Regions from separate parts of the Mus musculus genome. Here region 1 is linked to region 2. The links are chromatin contacts, called in public promoter capture Hi-C maps. All regions are on one chromosome and are shown on one strand. The core of a region is the stretch at or near the end of the contact, and the rest is flanking DNA. Distances in the headings are between cores, read along the strand shown. Region 1 has its middle 16 kb from the start of Gm39857. Region 2 holds the start of Hoxd3 (homeobox D3).

Region 1 (5,120 bases), core at 502-3,001, 700 kb before region 2:
ATAGCAAACGTACTTGATTTTTATGTGACTCAAGACCCTTTAGCAATGAAGACCCAAAGACCCATGGAAAACTATCTTTGAGGACAGTCTTGTCAAAGTGGACAGAAGGGTGTGGCCTGATGCTGATGAATATGCAAGGCCATATTCTTCAAATTCTTGGCCTCCTGGTGTTGGGAAAGACCCTTCTGGAATGACATTCTTAGGATCTTTACTTAAAGAAAGAAGATCAAATACTTTTTTCATGACTTGCTTTGGAGGCAGCCAGAGTGACCTACAATCAGATCTTCTGGCTTCTAAGGTCTTCTCAGTTTCCTTTAACTTAACCTACTCAGCATCTCTGGGTATCATATTTTGTAGTAGCATTTCCTGTACTCCACATAGTAGTCTAAAGGGAAAACCAGGCCACAGGTGCAATCACAGAACGTCTTTCTCTGTGTTTCAGTTTCCACATTTGGAGATTGCCAGAGTAGGGCTTACAGGTTCTACAAACCAGGCTGCTCCTGGCTGAGAACCGCTGGAATGCTTCTGAAGGTAGAGATGCTTAAACGCTGCTGTGACACTGCAGACTTCTTGGGCTGGTGCTATCCTTTCCAGTTCACCAGCCACCTGCTGTGCCCTGTGCCCTGTGCCCTGTGCCCTGGCCCTTGAACTCTTGCTGAAATCCGGGAGAACTCAGATGGCTGCCTCATTCTCTGATTTGCTCCTGTGCATTAAACAACATGGTTTTCATCACAGCCAAATACTCAAACAACTGTAAAACGCAAATATCCCAACACTTGCAGTGTGAAATTCTGATATGTCTGTCTCCACATCAATGGACTCCTCTCTTGCCAAATTTTAACATGAGCTGAATTTAAGAGTAGTTTCCAGACTCTCCTAGTAACTGTCTAGAACATATATTTTAATCCCCCATTGAATAAGAATTTGTTAGAAGAAATAACTCAGCTTTGTCAGAAAACAATAATACCAATGAATAGTCATTTACATGTACATGAGCCTTGACTTTTTTTGTTTTGTTTTGTTTTTTGAGGCAGGATTTCTCTGGGTAGCTTTGGCTATCCTGGAACTCACTCTGTAGACCAGGCTAGCCTTCACTAAAGAGATCTACCCACCTCTGTCTCCTGAAGGCTGGGATTAAAGGCGTGCGCACCGCAGCTGGCACTTGGATGAATTTTTCATATACCTGTGTAAGTCCAGGGTATAGATTGAACAGACTGTGCTGAAAAGTCCTATCAATAAGCCCAAGCTTTGTTACCATGACAACCCAAGTAACTGAATGATCAACAGTGAGGGGGCCACTCTATTTGTGAGGCTCATTTGATGAATACAAAGAAGGATTTGGTGGGACATGTAGAAAATCAGTACAGTTATTTAGCGACATGCTGTAAAAATCCAGTTTTTTTTTTTTTTTAATTATTTAAAGAATGTCTTGAGTCAGGCACCGTGGTACACACCTTTAATCCTAGAGTTTGGGTGCTTGAAGAAGGATAACAAATTCATGCCCAGTTTAGGCTAGCTGAGGAGACCTTGTCTCAACCTGTTTCTGAACAACTCAGCAACGATGCTAATGACGGGTGATACTATCAACAACAGACAGTAATTGTTTCACATCTTGGCGCATTTCGGAGTTCCTAGTAAGTCCAATGTATGGATAACAATGGCTAATTGCCTGGATCACTCCTATGCATAATGAGTTAAGGAGTGGTGTACCTTGCTTCCCATTCCACTCCCTACCTCACCCACAAAGGAGGGAAGGAAGACCCAAATCCAAAAGGGCCTAGGTCTGTGGAAGTGGAGGGTGGGATGATAGGGTTGTACTGAGCCCTCTTTGAGGCATTCCCGAGCTCTCAAGGACACCACAGATTGCCTTAGGCTAGCCCTTTCCTCCTTGGAATGTGGATCTCAGAGACTGAATTTCCATGGCACGTGCTTCTCTGAATCTCAGCCACGTTCACTCTGTAGAGAGCTTGACCAGGCGCCTGCTTGTGTGTCTGTTCTGTGTTCTCTGGAATCTCATCGCTGACAGCTGGCCCCCTGAGGACACGTCTCTCTAGTCACGGCTTCACTGAAAGTTTATGGTCTTTAGGATTTGGCTTTTCTTGACTCCTCAGTCTCAGATGCAAAACCAGCTTCTGTTTAAACCATCAGACGAGGTTCTGAGCCTTTGTTCAGTCCCAAGGAATTTCCCAGGAGCCCCAGGATTGCCTATGGATTAGTGGCGGTGAGTCCGGATGATTGGCGTTGTCCTCTGGAAAAGTCCTATCCGTGTGCTTTGCTGACTTAATATTTTATTATTATTGTATTCTTAAATTATGAGGTGATTGAGGAGGGAAAATGTGGGCTTTCTGCAGAGGGGTGAAAGCTTACAAATCTAGAATTAAAAAAAAAGTTGAAGTATTTTGAACCTCTTCAATAACTGTCTCTTATGTGGGTAATATAATTACTAGTGGAAAAATGAATAAGAACTCAAACCCAATAAATTATATTTCCATTGAATTTCTTTCCTTATACTCTAAGGGAACAGGATTGTCAAATGCTTTCCTGCCACCTTATTTTTTAAGTGCTAAGACATGACATAGTACGCACTTTAATGTATTCGCTCATGTCCAGTTTCAACAACACTGGGAGGGAATTAGTACCCCATAATTCATGCTGTAAGGTGCCTTATTACAATTATAAAATTTTATTATAAAATGTTTTTTTAATATTTATATTGTTAATTAAATGACGATGGATTACTCATAAATTCAGAACAGAGAATTATGGTTCATTACTTCCTGCTCAGGCTTCTTATTAGCCAATCAGAATATTAGCTTTCTTTCCCTATACGTATAGATGCTTGACGGCGAAGCTTGCAATGTTGCTGTCCTTTGAAAGTTGTCTCCGAAATAAGAAACTCTCAGAGCAGTTTATCTGCAAAGAAGGTGATACAAAGCTCTCATTTTCTTGGGGTGATTTTTTGAGGCACTGTGTGATATTTTTTAAATCTTCTTTTGAATTTTGGTTTCTACAGAGAGTTCTACTAAAAGCGACTACTGTAAAGACAGTAGTCTTTTTTTTCTGCTTGCTTTCATACACACTGCTTTGGCTGTCACCTGAGTTGTGACCGAAACATTAAATGAAGACATACAAACACCTAAGCAGCAACCAAAAGGTAGAAAGATGAGAGACTGCAAGAGAATCTTCTAGACCTTCACTGTCTGTAACGTAGCCTTGTGGCCACACACGACTGTTCAGTAGTTAAAATGTGAGAAGTGTGACTGAGAAGTCGAATTTCAGATGTTATTTACTTTTAATTAATTAATATGTGAGCTATTGCATTTTTTAAAGCCCACTTACTCTCCCAGTCACGTTCTGGCTCTGTTTTGCTAACAGGCTAGGTTGGAAGGCCATGCAACTGAGGAATATTTGGTGGCCGGAGTTAAAGCCAAAGCACAGGGAAGATGGATATTGCAGGAGGGCTCCACAGGCTTCTATGCTACGCTGCCTACGGTGGGGGGTGTGGCTTTGGTGAAGGGGGTGACACTTAAAGAAACCCTGCTGAGAATCAAGGCACACTGGCACCGAGGCCCTGGGTACATGTGGGTACAAATGTTTTCTTCTCGCTCATTCTGCTCTTTTGTTGAATGAACACTTTTAAACCATCCCCTGTCATCGTCTTATTGACACTTTTTTTCCCTTTTGATTAATAATGTTGTAAACCCATCACCTGGGAAACTTGTGAAAATGTGGATCGGATCCAGCGGGCCTCTGGTGCAGCTTCCATTCTGCATTTCTAGGAAGGCGCCTGTGAGGCACATGGTTGAGGACCACCCTGGAGTCTGGAGGCTCTAGAAGGTCTAGAAAACATCTGCATTTCACACCTTCAGAATCAACCCTGTCCTAATTACTGGTTTAAACATAAAAGGTTCCCACTCTCCAGAAATCAATATGCTTTTAGTTTTAGACTCAGACTGGGAACATTTGTCTGGGGACCAGGGAAGCCAGAAGGTTGTTGTGTTTGGAGAAATGAGGCTCATTATTTGCAGCACCAAGACTGGTGTAAGTATGCTCTGATGTGACCGACCATACTGGCATTCTGGAGGTGTTTAAAAAGCAAGGAGGAAAAACCCGGAGAGGAGAACCCAGTCAATTTTTTTATACAAATAGCTACAATGCTGTATTTCAGTGTTGTTGTGACCACTCTTTATAACCCCATGCTTTTACAGCAAGCTGTGATTTAGAGCTAGTTGAAGAAGGAATCGATTGTAGGTAGAGGCCAGCTATTGATCAGAAAAAGGGAATGGGAAACTGGAATGCTTCTTAAATAGAGAAAAATTCAGAATTAGAAGTCAGGTGGCAGGAGGGCCACTGTTTGAAACAAATGCAAGGAGTACCGCTTCATGGCATCTAGATGCACTCTGGGATGTTTGGCTTTCTGATAAAGATGGAGGGGCTGAGAATTCTAAGGAGCAACAAATCCAGAAGGAATGAGCCTTCTATGTCTTGTTAAGTCTTCCAGACAGCGGAGTCTGAGGAGCGAGTGAAGCTGCCCAAGAGGATTATTGTTGAGCGGTATGAAGGCTCAGGGCAGTGGCTATCAGGAAGATTTACATGGAAACTAATAGAGCTTGCTCAGTTATTTCTGCTGGCTAGACTTAAACCAGGACGAAGCTGAGCGGAAACCTAACGTTCTGGGCCTCCACACATGCTTCATGCTTTGTGTAGTTCTTTTCTAAGTTCAGAAATTCAGTGTTTTGGGGAAAGGAACGTTAAGAGGAAAGCAGAGGCCCATAGGCCTCCCGCTCATTCATCTCTTGGGAAGCCGAGACAGTTTCTTGTTTTAATTGTTTTGTTTAACTATGAGTCTGAAACCTTTGTCTACTTGGTGGCACTCGATATGGATAAATTGACACCTTGTTTGGTCAGCGGTGCCCATGCATCCTTCCACGTGTCTTCTCCTTTGTAAAGTTAGGAACTGGGTCCAGATCTCTGTTCTGTCTTCCTCATTCTGACAGACTCTCTTTCTTTAGTTCTTACATTATCTATCCCTTTCCACAAGTCTGTTATTTGTTTGCACCCTCAGAATGTCCCGCCCTCAACCTGAAGTCTCCATCCCTATTCCCACTTTGCCAGTGGCT
Region 2 (5,003 bases), core at 1,920-4,419:
TGGGCTATTTCACTGCACATGCGCTGGGCGTGCGCGGCCCCGCACTGCAGAGGCTCTGAGCGATGCCGCCTCAAGCACAGTGCCGGGGGTTCCAACGCACACCACTCCAGCGCCTGGCTGTGGAAGGACTCGAGAATCCTATCTAAAAGAGGCATGAAACACGTGGTTTTCTTTTGCAGGAAAATCTGAATTAATGCCTCAAATCAATCTTTCTAGTCTGGTTCAATCAAATCAACAAAATCTCCATGTTGCAGATGGACACTCAGTGTTGTCTTTGAATTAGAATTTTCACATATGGGGTGCAGCTTCTCCCTGTCATCTGTTAACAGAGAGGGGGAACACCACCCTGGGTTTAGAGAGCATAATTTCTCCTCTAGTTTTGCAAAACTATCAAGTCTAGGAGATACTTTCCTTTGAAACAATGGTATCTATTTTTATCATTTCCGAAAAAGTGCACCTAAATTGGATTTAAATCGGAATTCCGAGTTCTTGGTTGCTTCTCCACAGCTTCCTGTGCCCCCGAAAACCCTCACTGGCCTCCGCCGCACTGCGACAAGGCCGTAAACACCTCTAACAGCTGCCTGCCAGCCCAGGGTGAAATACTGTCTTTGTTCCGGTTTCCCCTGCCTCTTGGACTCAGAGAACAGAATTCTGGCAAAATATACGTATTAGTAGAAAGATATGATAGGAAAAAGACGGTTGATTTTCAGCCAGTTTTCTTGGCTACGTTTGTAATAGCGAACTTTGCTTTATTTCCTAGACTTTCCAGAGACTGCACTCCCAGCTCTTGTGTCCACCCAAGAAGAAACCAAGGCCAGGACATTGGCTCCCCAGTCTATAAATAGAAGTTTGGACCCAGGACGCTGGGAGTTTTGCCCAGAAACCTCTAAGGTCTTAGGCTCCGAATAATCTTTAAATTTCGTTTCTTTTTCTCTCCGGTTTTCTTTCCTTTTTTGTTTATTTTTTGTTGTTAGGTTCACAGAGACAATGAAGGCAGTTATGGCGGTGTCAGCCTCTTAGCCTTTCCTTGTAGAGAAAATGTGCGACTTCCCAAACGTTTATTTCTCAAGTGGCAACCAACCGTTTCTTTCCAATAAGCTTTGAATATCACCACGAGGCTCACAATGATACCCTACATCCTCCATGTTTGCACCTGGCACCACCTTCCTCTGTGTAATCAGAACCACGTTCTTCACCGAAACACGCTGGGCCACCAAACCCAGGAAAAAGCAGCTGAAACCCCAAACCTACAACTTGGCCAGCCGAGCATCCAGCCCACCCCAGCCCCACCCAGCCTCAGAACTCCAAGTCCACCCCCAGCCCCACCCAGACTCAGGCCATCAAGTCTTTGAGCCCCACCCAACTTCAATGAACCTAGCTAGCTGCAGGGCCTATGGACGCAGTCAAGGAGCTTGTTTTTCCAAAGGGAATGTTTCCTCTTACTCTCAGCGTCATCAATGTGTAATAGGGAACTGCTTACAAGATACAGACGCTCCGAATAAAAATAAAATAAGAAACAAAAACCCACTCCAGAGACAGTGAGCCCTCTGAGTTACCGACCCAGAACAATTCTGCAGACATCAACTGGTCCTCCATTTTGAAATGAGAGTGATTCCATCCTTAATTACTAAAAACACCTTTCTACAAACATATCACCTATTGTTCACAAGTATTTGTACAGCCAACACTGTTATACTGGAATATCTGGGCAAACAATAAGGATTTGTCGATAAGCACGTTGGGGACTATGGCCCACCGCCATGTGCAGTCTTATGCGCAATGCGGCAGATTGTCTAAGGTTTCAATGTTTCCCTATGTGTTCCTGAAGGAACAGGAAATAGGGGTTTCAAAGTGCATCGTCAAATGCCATCCAAAATTTTGGGGAGTGAAACAACATTATGTTCTGCAAAGATTTTCTTTTTCTTTCTTTCTTTTTTTTTCCTGTGTGTTTGGTTCAGTAGTTTCGAAATAAGGGAAATATTGCAGTATGGTGTTTATTGGAAAATGGAAAAAAAAACACAACGCATTTGGAAAGCAAAAAGATCTACTCTTTCATTACTCTGACAAATGAGAAACACACGCGATGTTTGAACGCCGAAATGCCTCACATTTCTCAAATATCTATTGGGTTTATCCTAAAACCTGTACCAGATTTTCTGATATTACTTCCCATAGCAAACATCCATTTGTGACATAAAATAGTCCAAATTCACCTGACACATTATCAGATGCAGGAAGAACCTAGCTTGGGTTATTATTACCATTTTCCCCTTAAGAATTAGAGAAATGTTTTTAAATAATTAAAGCGTCTTTATACACAAGGCCCAATAAAATATAGATCCTAAAAATTGGCCTCACCCATGAAAGACATCCTGAATACACCGAAGTCTCCCCACCCCCACCCACGACCCAACCCTCGAAAAACACCTGTTAACCTAGGGTAGTTCTGACCACCATCAAACCACAGAAACACGGTATTCTATACCATACGAAACCTTTACTGACCCCACCCCTCACCCCCCAGCCCCAGCCAAGCTGAGGAGTCCAGAAACCATTTTCACATTCTTCTTCACAGGGCGGATTGGGGGAGGGGAGCTCGGGATCTGCGGGTTTCCAAGTCAAGGGATCTCTGAGGGGGTGGGGTGAGGTGAGAGACACGAAGGAGTCCCCAATGCACTTTTGAGCCTAGCAGGACCCTACCTCGAGCCCCAAGGGACATACTTTAGGGACGAGGATGCAGAGAGCGATCCCCAGGTTCTTGAATAACGCGGGGAGCTGGGGAAGTGGCACCCATTGCCCGAGGCGGTGGAGCGGGCAGCTCCTGCGCCAGCAGGGTGGCTCTTACCCGGAGGGTGCCGAACTGCGGGCGGTCGGCCCGGACTGTGGCTGGAATCCATCCGGCGCTGCCCGGCTGCGCTCACCATCCTCGGCAGGTTTGGGCTCATGTTGCTGGAGGGATCGGGTAGGAAGCTCGGGACCAGGGTTGAAGCAGGCGGTCGGCTCCCTGCTGGAGTGTGAGAGGCGGCTGGTGGCTCGGCGCCCGGGGCTCCTTCCGGGCTCCCCGCCGGCTCTGGAAGCGGCCGCAATCGCGACCGGGGGCGAGCTGCGGTGGAGTCGCGGCGGGAGCCCAGGCCGCTGCGGACCACGCGATCCCGCAGCCGGCGACTAGAGCCCACCTCTGCAGAGACAAAGGTTAGAAAAAGAGGGGGTGAGGCTCTGGGAAAGCAGAATGCGGGGGCAAATTCGCCTGGGAAATCAGGAAAAAGGCCGTGAAGGCGAGCGGCGCCTGCACATGACCAGCCGCAGCCAATGACGACCGCAAATAGGTCATAAAAAGGTCTATTACCAAGTTGTAAATTTTCTTCAAACAAAAAGGAATTTACTGCAATTCCTTGCGGATTTTGCACATACAGCTCGCGAGCGCCATGTTTTTCCTCTTCTCTTTCTCTCTCTCTCTCCTCTCTCTCCTCTCTCTCTCTCTCTCTCTCTCTCTCTCTCTCTCTCTCTCTCTCTCTCCTTACTACCTCTCCTCTTTTTATCTTCTTTTCTTTTCCTTTCTCTTCGGAATCCCTTTCCTCTCTTCTCTCTCTCTCTCTCTCTCTCTCTCTCTCTCTCTCTCTCTCTCTCTCCTCTCTGTGTGTCAGTTCTCTCTCGTTCTGTCTCTGTCTGTCTCTGTGCCTCCCCCCCCCTCTTTCACACACACACACACACACACACACACACACACACACACACACACGCACGCGCGCACGCACCACACCTTTTCTAGGAATTACTGGGCATTTTTGGTTTTGTTTGGCTCAAAACGTCTGTGCAATTGGCCGCCATGTGGGAGGGAAATGAGACCAGGCAGTGCTTAAGCTCCGGGGATGTCATCCCACAGCGCCTCCCCCAGTCCCAAGTCTGCCCCCCCCCCCAACGTTGGTCACTTGGCTACTCTCTTCCTCTCCCTCACAAAAAAACACTTGTCCAGAAGGAAAGCAGGCACTCTCAGTTTTTACCCGCTCATTTCAGGAAAGCCACATCCCAATACTTTACCCAGAAAACGGGGCTGTTTAGGCCAAGAGAGCACATTCATTTGCCACTTGGCTCCAACTTAAATTAGGGTCCCTCCCGCCTCCTACGTGTTTCTGTGGTGGGGGAGCAACCACTCATCCCAAAGGCTGTGAATGGTTTGGGATACTTGTCTACCTCTCTGAAATACCATTTTGAGCACCCACGATTGGGCTTTTAATCTATTGCCACAGAAAGGAAATTCCCCCCCCCCCCCATCCCTCACTTTAGGTCCTCGATCAATTCTTGCTTATTGGGGAAGTTAGTACTAGTCCTCTCTGCTCTTTCTTCAATCATTTCAGCCCCTGGCCTCCATGTTTGACCATTGAAAAACGCTCAATGCAGCTCTGGGAAGGGAAGGAGTTTTATCTGTTCTTGAAAAGAACAATCTAGGAAAAAAAAAATTCCTCAAAGGTTGGAGTGGTATCACCTTTGTATTGTCAGTGGGAAGCTCTCTGGGGAGCTCACCTGAAAGTCAATGGTATTGCAGGTTCCTCTCAGGAGCACTGCGACCAGAGCCTGCCTGACAGGGACCACTATCCTGCTCAGTCATTTTCAGAACAGTCTAGCAAGGTGTTTCTGAGTATCCGCATTAGATGTTGGAGCTCTAAGTTACTAGTGGAGATGAACTGAAGCATAGCGCCCCTTTGTGCAGGTCATTTGTATCCTAAGAGAAAGTTCTCATGAACTTGGATAATTTTAATTAAAGGGTTTCTGCCACCATCTGTCAGCAAAATTCTTAATTCTTGAAAAGGCCAGTGGGCTCTAATTTTGCTGGTCCATTAAAATGGTTTTTTTTTCCTCTCTCTTTCCCTTTCCACCTCTAGACACCCAAGGATTCAGCAAACATCCAAGATATGGAGGAGACACTAGATGTGAATTCTTATGCAGTGAATTAAACAATATGTTATTACACAAGGAAATGGGCAAGCTGGTGCTTATTCCCTGGT

The links. Promoter capture Hi-C pulls out the DNA fragments that hold promoters and counts their contacts.
Region 1: a promoter capture Hi-C map of trophoblast stem cells shows a contact between it and region 2, with 6 times the contacts expected there. The contact joins the enhancer-like site here to the promoter of Hoxd3 in region 2. A contact is called at or near these places in 11 of 39 promoter capture datasets (the C10 cell line, the HPC-7 cell line, cranial neural crest and 8 more), 3 of 484 Hi-C or Micro-C datasets (embryonic stem cells and uterus), 7 of 115 datasets of contacts at active chromatin or transcription factors (the NIH/3T3 cell line, embryonic forebrain, embryonic limb bud and 3 more) and 5 of 9 other capture datasets (adipose tissue, embryonic stem cells, embryonic tail and 2 more).

What each region holds. Positions count from the first base shown.
Region 1 is chr2:75,409,427-75,414,546 of GRCm38.p6, reverse strand. No RefSeq gene overlaps it. Among named protein-coding and RNA genes, the nearest start is that of Gm39857, 16 kb to the right of the region's middle. Within about 2 kb of position 1,751, at least 11 of the 459 cell types and tissues checked have an H3K27ac peak or open chromatin away from gene starts, as enhancers often do. A contact at or near this core is called in trophoblast stem cells, where this site is marked.
Region 2 is chr2:74,710,159-74,715,161 of GRCm38.p6, reverse strand. It overlaps Hoxd3 (homeobox D3), which reads right to left and starts at 3,169. Exons shown (of 3, transcript NM_010468.2): 1 at 2,846-3,169. Gm38462 (predicted gene, 38462) reads left to right here and starts at 3,104. Exons shown (of 2, transcript NR_164327.1): 1 at 3,104-3,192. Hoxd3os1 (homeobox D3, opposite strand 1) reads left to right here. Exons shown (of 3, transcript NR_027899.1): 2 at 761-891; 3 at 4,881-5,003.